2 separate regions of the Danio rerio genome follow, and region 1 is linked to region 2. The links are chromatin contacts, called in public Micro-C maps. All regions are on one chromosome and are shown on one strand. Each heading gives the region's core, a stretch centred on a gene start, on an enhancer-like site or on the middle of the called end of the contact. The rest is flanking DNA. Distances are from core to core; before and after follow the strand shown.

Region 1 (3,228 bases), core at 194-2,693, 180 kb after region 2:
GCTAACGGTGACTGTCTAGTGCCAAAGTGTAAGACCTCGATTGGTCAATCTGTCTTCTCTGTAAAGGGAGCCAAACTGTGGAATGAGTTACTGGTTAGCTTTAAATCAGAAAGTAATCTAAATATTTTTAGTAGTGCTCTTAAAAAGTAGGTAAAAATAAAACAGCAGTGTTTGCACAAATAGTCTACTGTAAGTTGGTTGGATCATGTCGTCTTTGCTTTTGCCTGCAGTAATTTTATGTAAAGAATTGTAATGTTGTGTATGTTCTATTATATTTCTATTTTGTCAATTTTAAGCCTCCTGTGGACAGGTGTTGAAAATTAGCAAGTTTGCTAAAACACTTAAACAAATGCATTTGGTTGTCCAGTGTAATTGTGATGTCCATGTCAAATAAATAAATTAAAAAAATTATATTATTTGCTAATTAATAACCACGTCATGTAGAACTCTGAATCTGCATCTCATTTTGGAGGCTTGTGCTTTGAGAGCCATTTTAAATAAATGAGTGAAATGTACTGTTTTCCACCAGAGCAACCCGTCATGCTGAAATATAATTGACTAAAGTAACATTGGATGGGCTAAAAAAAATAAACATGTTGACTTAGCATGTTTTTTAAATAACAGCACCTTTGAGAACGTATTTAGTGACACCACGATATAAACACTAGAGCATAATTATGAAACGGCAGACTTTTTATTTTGTTCATATGATAGATAGATAGACAGACAGACAGACAGACAGACAGATTTGTTGACCAGGGATAGCACATACTTCATCTGTGCGGCTCTCACCTTCAAAAAATTGGCTTTCAGTGAAGGTCTGCCTCTGCATAGGAATGTTGTCCTCCTGTCCATCGTCTTCCTCAGGGTTATTAATAATATCCAAACCAGCTTCGATCACCTCCACCAGCTCATCCCTCCGGTCCTTCCTCACAGGTTTCTCCTCAGGATGGCGAGTCAAACCCATCTCCAGCTGGTACACTTTAGTGGTGGTGAAGCTCTCAAAGGGAACCAGCGCATATTCACTGGGCAGCCTGGCTCCAGTGTTCACCTCGGCCTTGTCGATCTGTGAATGCAGATACTCCAGGAGATCACCTGGCTCTTGATCCCTGCCATCGTTCAGACTCTGCGGCCCGGGACCCTCCTTCTTCTCTTGAAGCACCCGCAGCTTCTCGCTCATCTCCTGGAGCTCTTGTTTGAGCTGTGCGATCTGCCTCTTCAGGCTGGCCGCTCGGCTGAGATGGCGCTCTTCCTGCTCCTGTAAGAGGGCTTGGTAATACTCTTTTCCATACGGATCTCCTGCCAGACCTGGGAGCACCTGGCTCACGTCTGCAGGCGGTGTGCACTCCAGCAGATAAGCAAAGAGAAGCAGTATCACCAACAGGAAAACACCCAGGAGAAGCCAGCGTGCCCGCCCCTGCAGAGGAAGCCCCCGTCTGGGCATTTCTGAGAGGCAGGGAGATCTTCACCAGCCACAGTTTTGCATCGTCAAGATGGAACCTTTAGGAAGGATGAAGTCTTTGACATTAATCCATTCCTCAGTGAAGCAGAGGAAGGCGGGAGTGTCACATTTCTGTTGTAATCAGTGCTCCCCTGGCACTACAGTGCGCTAAACATGCGCAGATTCCACAGAGATGTGTGATCATACTCTGTCATCCTGCTCACACAGCGCTCCTTCTTTAAGAGAAATAAGTCATCTAAAACAAAGAGAAAGTCATCAGTCATACAGGGTCAAACAGTGCAAACTGACAAAGACATAACAACATAACAAACTAATATTTTAACATTAAAAACAGCTAAAAATATCATTTGAAAAATTATTTTATAGCCTTTGCAATAGATTAATTTGTTGTATTTTTGTAAAAACATAATGGTCTGTCTTTTTAACTTTAAAACAGTATTGTGTGGTTTATTAGAAATAGAATTATGGCTGCCACTAAACTTTTCATGAATACAACGATTGTCCCTCATTTATCTTTTATTGTGCTACAAGCTGGTCTCACACAAACATTACAACATTAAAACCCATTGTATAATATCTAAACAAACTGTACAAAATTGAGTTAAAAAGCCAATGAGCTATCTTTACTGCAGCTGTATTGAACAACATAACATTCGACAATTTCTTATTTTATGCTGACGTGTGTTTAGTGTATAAAATATTGAATGATCTTGCACCAGCACCTCTCAAACAATGTGTGATTGTCTGCAAGGACAATATAAGACAGACTAGGTCATCAGTAGGTCCACAAGGAATCTGCGCACACAGAAATCTGCAGATTTTTAGCTCATCATGGAGTCTATTCATTTACTTGTGTAAACTGATATTTATTCAATTTTGAAATTAATTTCACTAATATTATTGTGATATAATAATAGTAATGCGAAAATGTTCATATGATTTATTTACAATACAGTTTGTAAATTATTGTCTGTCTTTTAATAGATATATTATATGAGACTTGCTTTGTTTACCAAATAAGTTTATCTAATTGATTTTGCATTGTAAACATTATATAAAAGTAAAAATGTATTATTTTTTATTTTATATATTACGTTTTAGTTATGAAACTCCCAAAATCATTCAGCATAAATCTGCAGATTTTGCAAAATTCTTCGCAGAAATAGAAAAACTGTCTGCAGATTCTGTCTGGCGCTAGTCATCAGTTAGAGGTGATTGTTCAGTTAAACTCAAGAGAACTGTTTTTGGATAATCAGAGCAGCAGAAAGATGGAACAAAAATACCAGTGCATATTAAAGAGAGCACCACTTTTTTATAATAATTTTTAAGGGGTTTTTAACCTTTAATGAATAGAAAAGTGCAGATAATTGACAGGTAATAGTTGAACAAAAAAATGCTAAATTATTATTAAATGCAAATTAACCTACTGTAAATTTGTTGCTAGGTAGAATAAATATCAATCTGACCTTGTTGTGGATTCCTGATCACTCTTTTACCCAAACACAGAATAAAACGATGCACATTTATCGAAAACAATTGTACTGTAGTAGAGTGCAATTATATTTTATGTTAACTTACACGTTTGCTCATTACAAACTAATAGCGAACAGTTACGAGTCTCAGTAAAACGACTCATAAAACTGCAGTGAATCAGAGCTTTATGCGTCCTGGGAAACATCTGGCTCATTGATCCATCAGCCTGAGGAAAAGACACAACAGCAAAGTGTTCCTGCTCGAACAAGGAAATTATACAAATATACTAACTA
Region 2 (3,277 bases), core at 50-2,549:
ATTTATTACAATAATTAAAATATGGTTTTAATAATGGTCTATATATCTTTTTTATTTGATTATAAAATCTATTGAATAATATTATAATATTTAATTTTAATTTAAGATTACAATTACCAGAATTATATCATAAATAGTTTGATAAGAATCGAATTACAGTAATTAATAATAACTAAATTAAACTGATAAGAATCTACCGGAATTATAATTTAATTACCGGAATTATTATTTTAATTAAACTGATAAGAATCTTATTACCGGAATTATTAATTTTATATTAAAAAGGGACGGGACTTCAACCGGATGTTTCACCTAACAGGGGCGTGGCTACAGTCAACCAAACTTTTTGACAGGTGGTGTCCCATATTACTCTCTTTTGCAAAAATTTAGATGACACTGTTGTCTCAATTATGTAATCATTTTTAATAATAAATTGTAACATATATATGTCAATGTGTAAATAGAATGACTTTTTTAATGGCCAGTCTGAATTCCTGCATAATTTACAATTATTTTTAGTGGTTAATGCTTTTGTAATTAATTAATATTTAATATGATGTCAAACATATACTAAACTAAAAGGCTTTGAAAAGCTACTTTGAAATTATCAATTATCAAAACAATATACAAATTATGACTTTATTAAACATTACAAAGCAAAAAATAAATGTAAAATATATTAAATAACGAATAATTTAATCATTTCAATTGTATTTAACATCTTGATTTTTTCACAAACTGAATATAAAATAGTCTAATAATAAAGAAGAAACACATTTTATTAAAGTGATTTTTATAGTTGCATTGATCATGCATTTTTGGAAAGTATTTGAAAAATGTTTTGAACACAAAATTAGCAAGAAACTTGGTCACAATATAATACATATTACAAGTATTAGCCTACGATACAGTTCCTGAAAGAACAATGTAACGTTAAAGCTACAAAAGTAATCTTGGAGCCGCGCAGTGTCATGTTGGCAGTACCACACATGATACAGTAGCTATTGTTGACACAGTACATGTAAAATGACACGGCAAAATTCAGAAGGGTGTACAGTAAAACCGCGCACCAGGATGTATAGACTTCTGAGTTGTTTGTCTAGTTGTTGTACAATTAATACGAGATAACTGTCAATGCCTTAGTAAAGACCTTTTCCTACACGTAACGAACTAATTTTGTAGACTAGCAGTGCTTTATTTTGAAAGTAACATGGATGTTTGTATGTGAGAGGAGGAGTCATAACTCTTCAGCCACACCTTTCCTTCTATAAAAACTTCACTTCCACTCCTCTCAGCTTCACGGTTGACAGGGATCAACAGGTAAGCTGTCATCGAATGAAAGCTTGCTTGATTTTAGCAAAATGTTTGGCATAATAGTCTCGAAAGTATTTTCCTCTCCTCCTTTCAGTGCGTTATGTAACACATTCTTCTTTAAATCCTTATCCGCAAAACGCGCTCATGTTTGTTTCGATTCGATTGTTTATTTCAACAGTACGACTCTTCTGCAAGAGAACACTTCGACCACTACAATGGCTTCATCTCCAAAATGCCTCGGAAAAGGTAAGTAATGCAATGGAAATTAGAGAAAATGTTGCACTGTTTGATCTGTGACTTTCCTTACAAAAAAGAAACATGATTGTATCTGAACGTGTTGTACAGTGCTCAGCATAATTGAGTACAACCCCTTTTGAAAATCAATATTTTTCTCCATTTCTCAGTGAATCTATCTCTCTCTCTCTCTCTCTCTCTCTCTCTCTCTCTCTCTATATATATATATATATATATATATATATAATTTTTTTGTGCATTTAAACAGAACAGATTTATTAAATAGATATGTTTTTTAAGTAATATTTTAGCCACCAAACATATTTAGAAATTAAAAGATAATACAATTAAGTTCAAGCAAAATATTGCAAAAAAATAATAATAATAATTTTTAACCTACAATATTTCAACAAAGTTTTTATTTTATTTTTGCTTTTGTTTTCCCCCTTTTTTTCAATTTTGTATTTAATATTTTTCTGTAACAAATTTGGCTGAACTAGGTTTTGGACCATTATCATAGGTTATTTTGTTAGATTAGCTCCACATTTGGCTTCAGTACTAACTAATCTAATGTATATGCACAAATGTAGTATTGCATAGCTTCCTATTAAAAATATGAATTTAAAAGAGATTTGTAAAGGGTTGTACTGCTGAGCGCTGTAACTTGACCGCAGTAATAGCCATTTTTAATTTTTACTACAAATACCATTAGCATAGTAAAACCATGGTAAATTTTCTAGACAGTTGTATCTGAAAATACACATAAATAAAATAAAATGTATGTCCATCTGCATAAATATTGAGCTAGTTTCCATAATTAATTTTTGATTGCACAAAATTCCCTCACTATGTTAGCAGACATTGGCATTATATTGTCATTGTTTTAATGACTTTTTTTCTGATGTAAGGAATTGAATATTAAAATATAATTTTTCATAAATAATTAAGAACTTTGTTTCCCAGAGATGGGTTGCGGCTGGAAGGGCATCCGCTGCGTAAAAACGTGCTGGATAAGTTGGCGGTTCATTCCGCTGTGGCGACCCTGGATTAATAAAGCGACTAAGCCAACAAGACAAAAACTTAACACTAAATTTTTTTTAGTGCTGGGCAAAGATCAATCTGATTAATCGCAACCAAAATAAAAGTTTGTTTTGACGTAAAATGTGTGTGTGTGTGTGTGTGTGTGTATGTGTGTGTATTATGAATATGTGATACATGCATTCAAACAAAACTAGACAAAACAGTTTTGGTACATACAGTTGAAGTCAGAATTATTAACCACCCTGAATTATTAGTCGCCCTGTTTATTTTTCCCCTAATTTCTGTTTAACGGAAAGAAGATTTTTTTAACACATTTCTAAACATAATAGTTTTAATATCTCATTTCTAATAACTGATTTATTTTATCTTTGCCATGATGACAGCAAATAATATTTGACTAGATATTTTTCAAGACACTTCTTTACATTTTAAAGTGACTTTTAAAGGCTTAACTAGGTTAATTAGGTTAACTAGAATTGGCTGGATATTCCAACACTATGCGTGTTCAGTAAGAAAAGGTCTGGAGAATGTTTTTCTTCAATGCCAAAAATATTAGTAATTTATTAGATACAAATGAATAATTCGATGACAGCTCTGGGTTACGCTACCCCAATGCAATACAAGAATCAAGAGGTTTGCAACTAACATACATTTCCTGACTTCAGCATATATACATAACTAATATTAA

The links. Hi-C and Micro-C count contacts between places; a contact is called where the count stands out from the background.
Region 1: a Micro-C map of caudal fin shows a contact between it and region 2, with 5 times the contacts expected there. The contact joins the promoter of csgalnact2 here to the promoter of gsto2 in region 2. A contact is called at or near these places in 1 of 18 Hi-C or Micro-C datasets (caudal fin) and 1 of 4 datasets of contacts at active chromatin or transcription factors (embryo).

What each region holds. Positions count from the first base shown.
Region 1 is chr13:28,797,963-28,801,190 of GRCz12tu, forward strand. It overlaps csgalnact2 (chondroitin sulfate N-acetylgalactosaminyltransferase 2), which reads right to left and starts at 1,444. Exons shown (of 7, transcript NM_001126397.1): 1 at 793-1,444. The coding sequence starts at 1,444.
Region 2 is chr13:28,613,472-28,616,748 of GRCz12tu, forward strand. gsto2 (glutathione S-transferase omega 2) reads left to right here and starts at 1,300. Exons shown (of 7, transcript NM_001007372.1): 1 at 1,300-1,320; 2 at 1,493-1,560. The coding sequence starts at 1,530.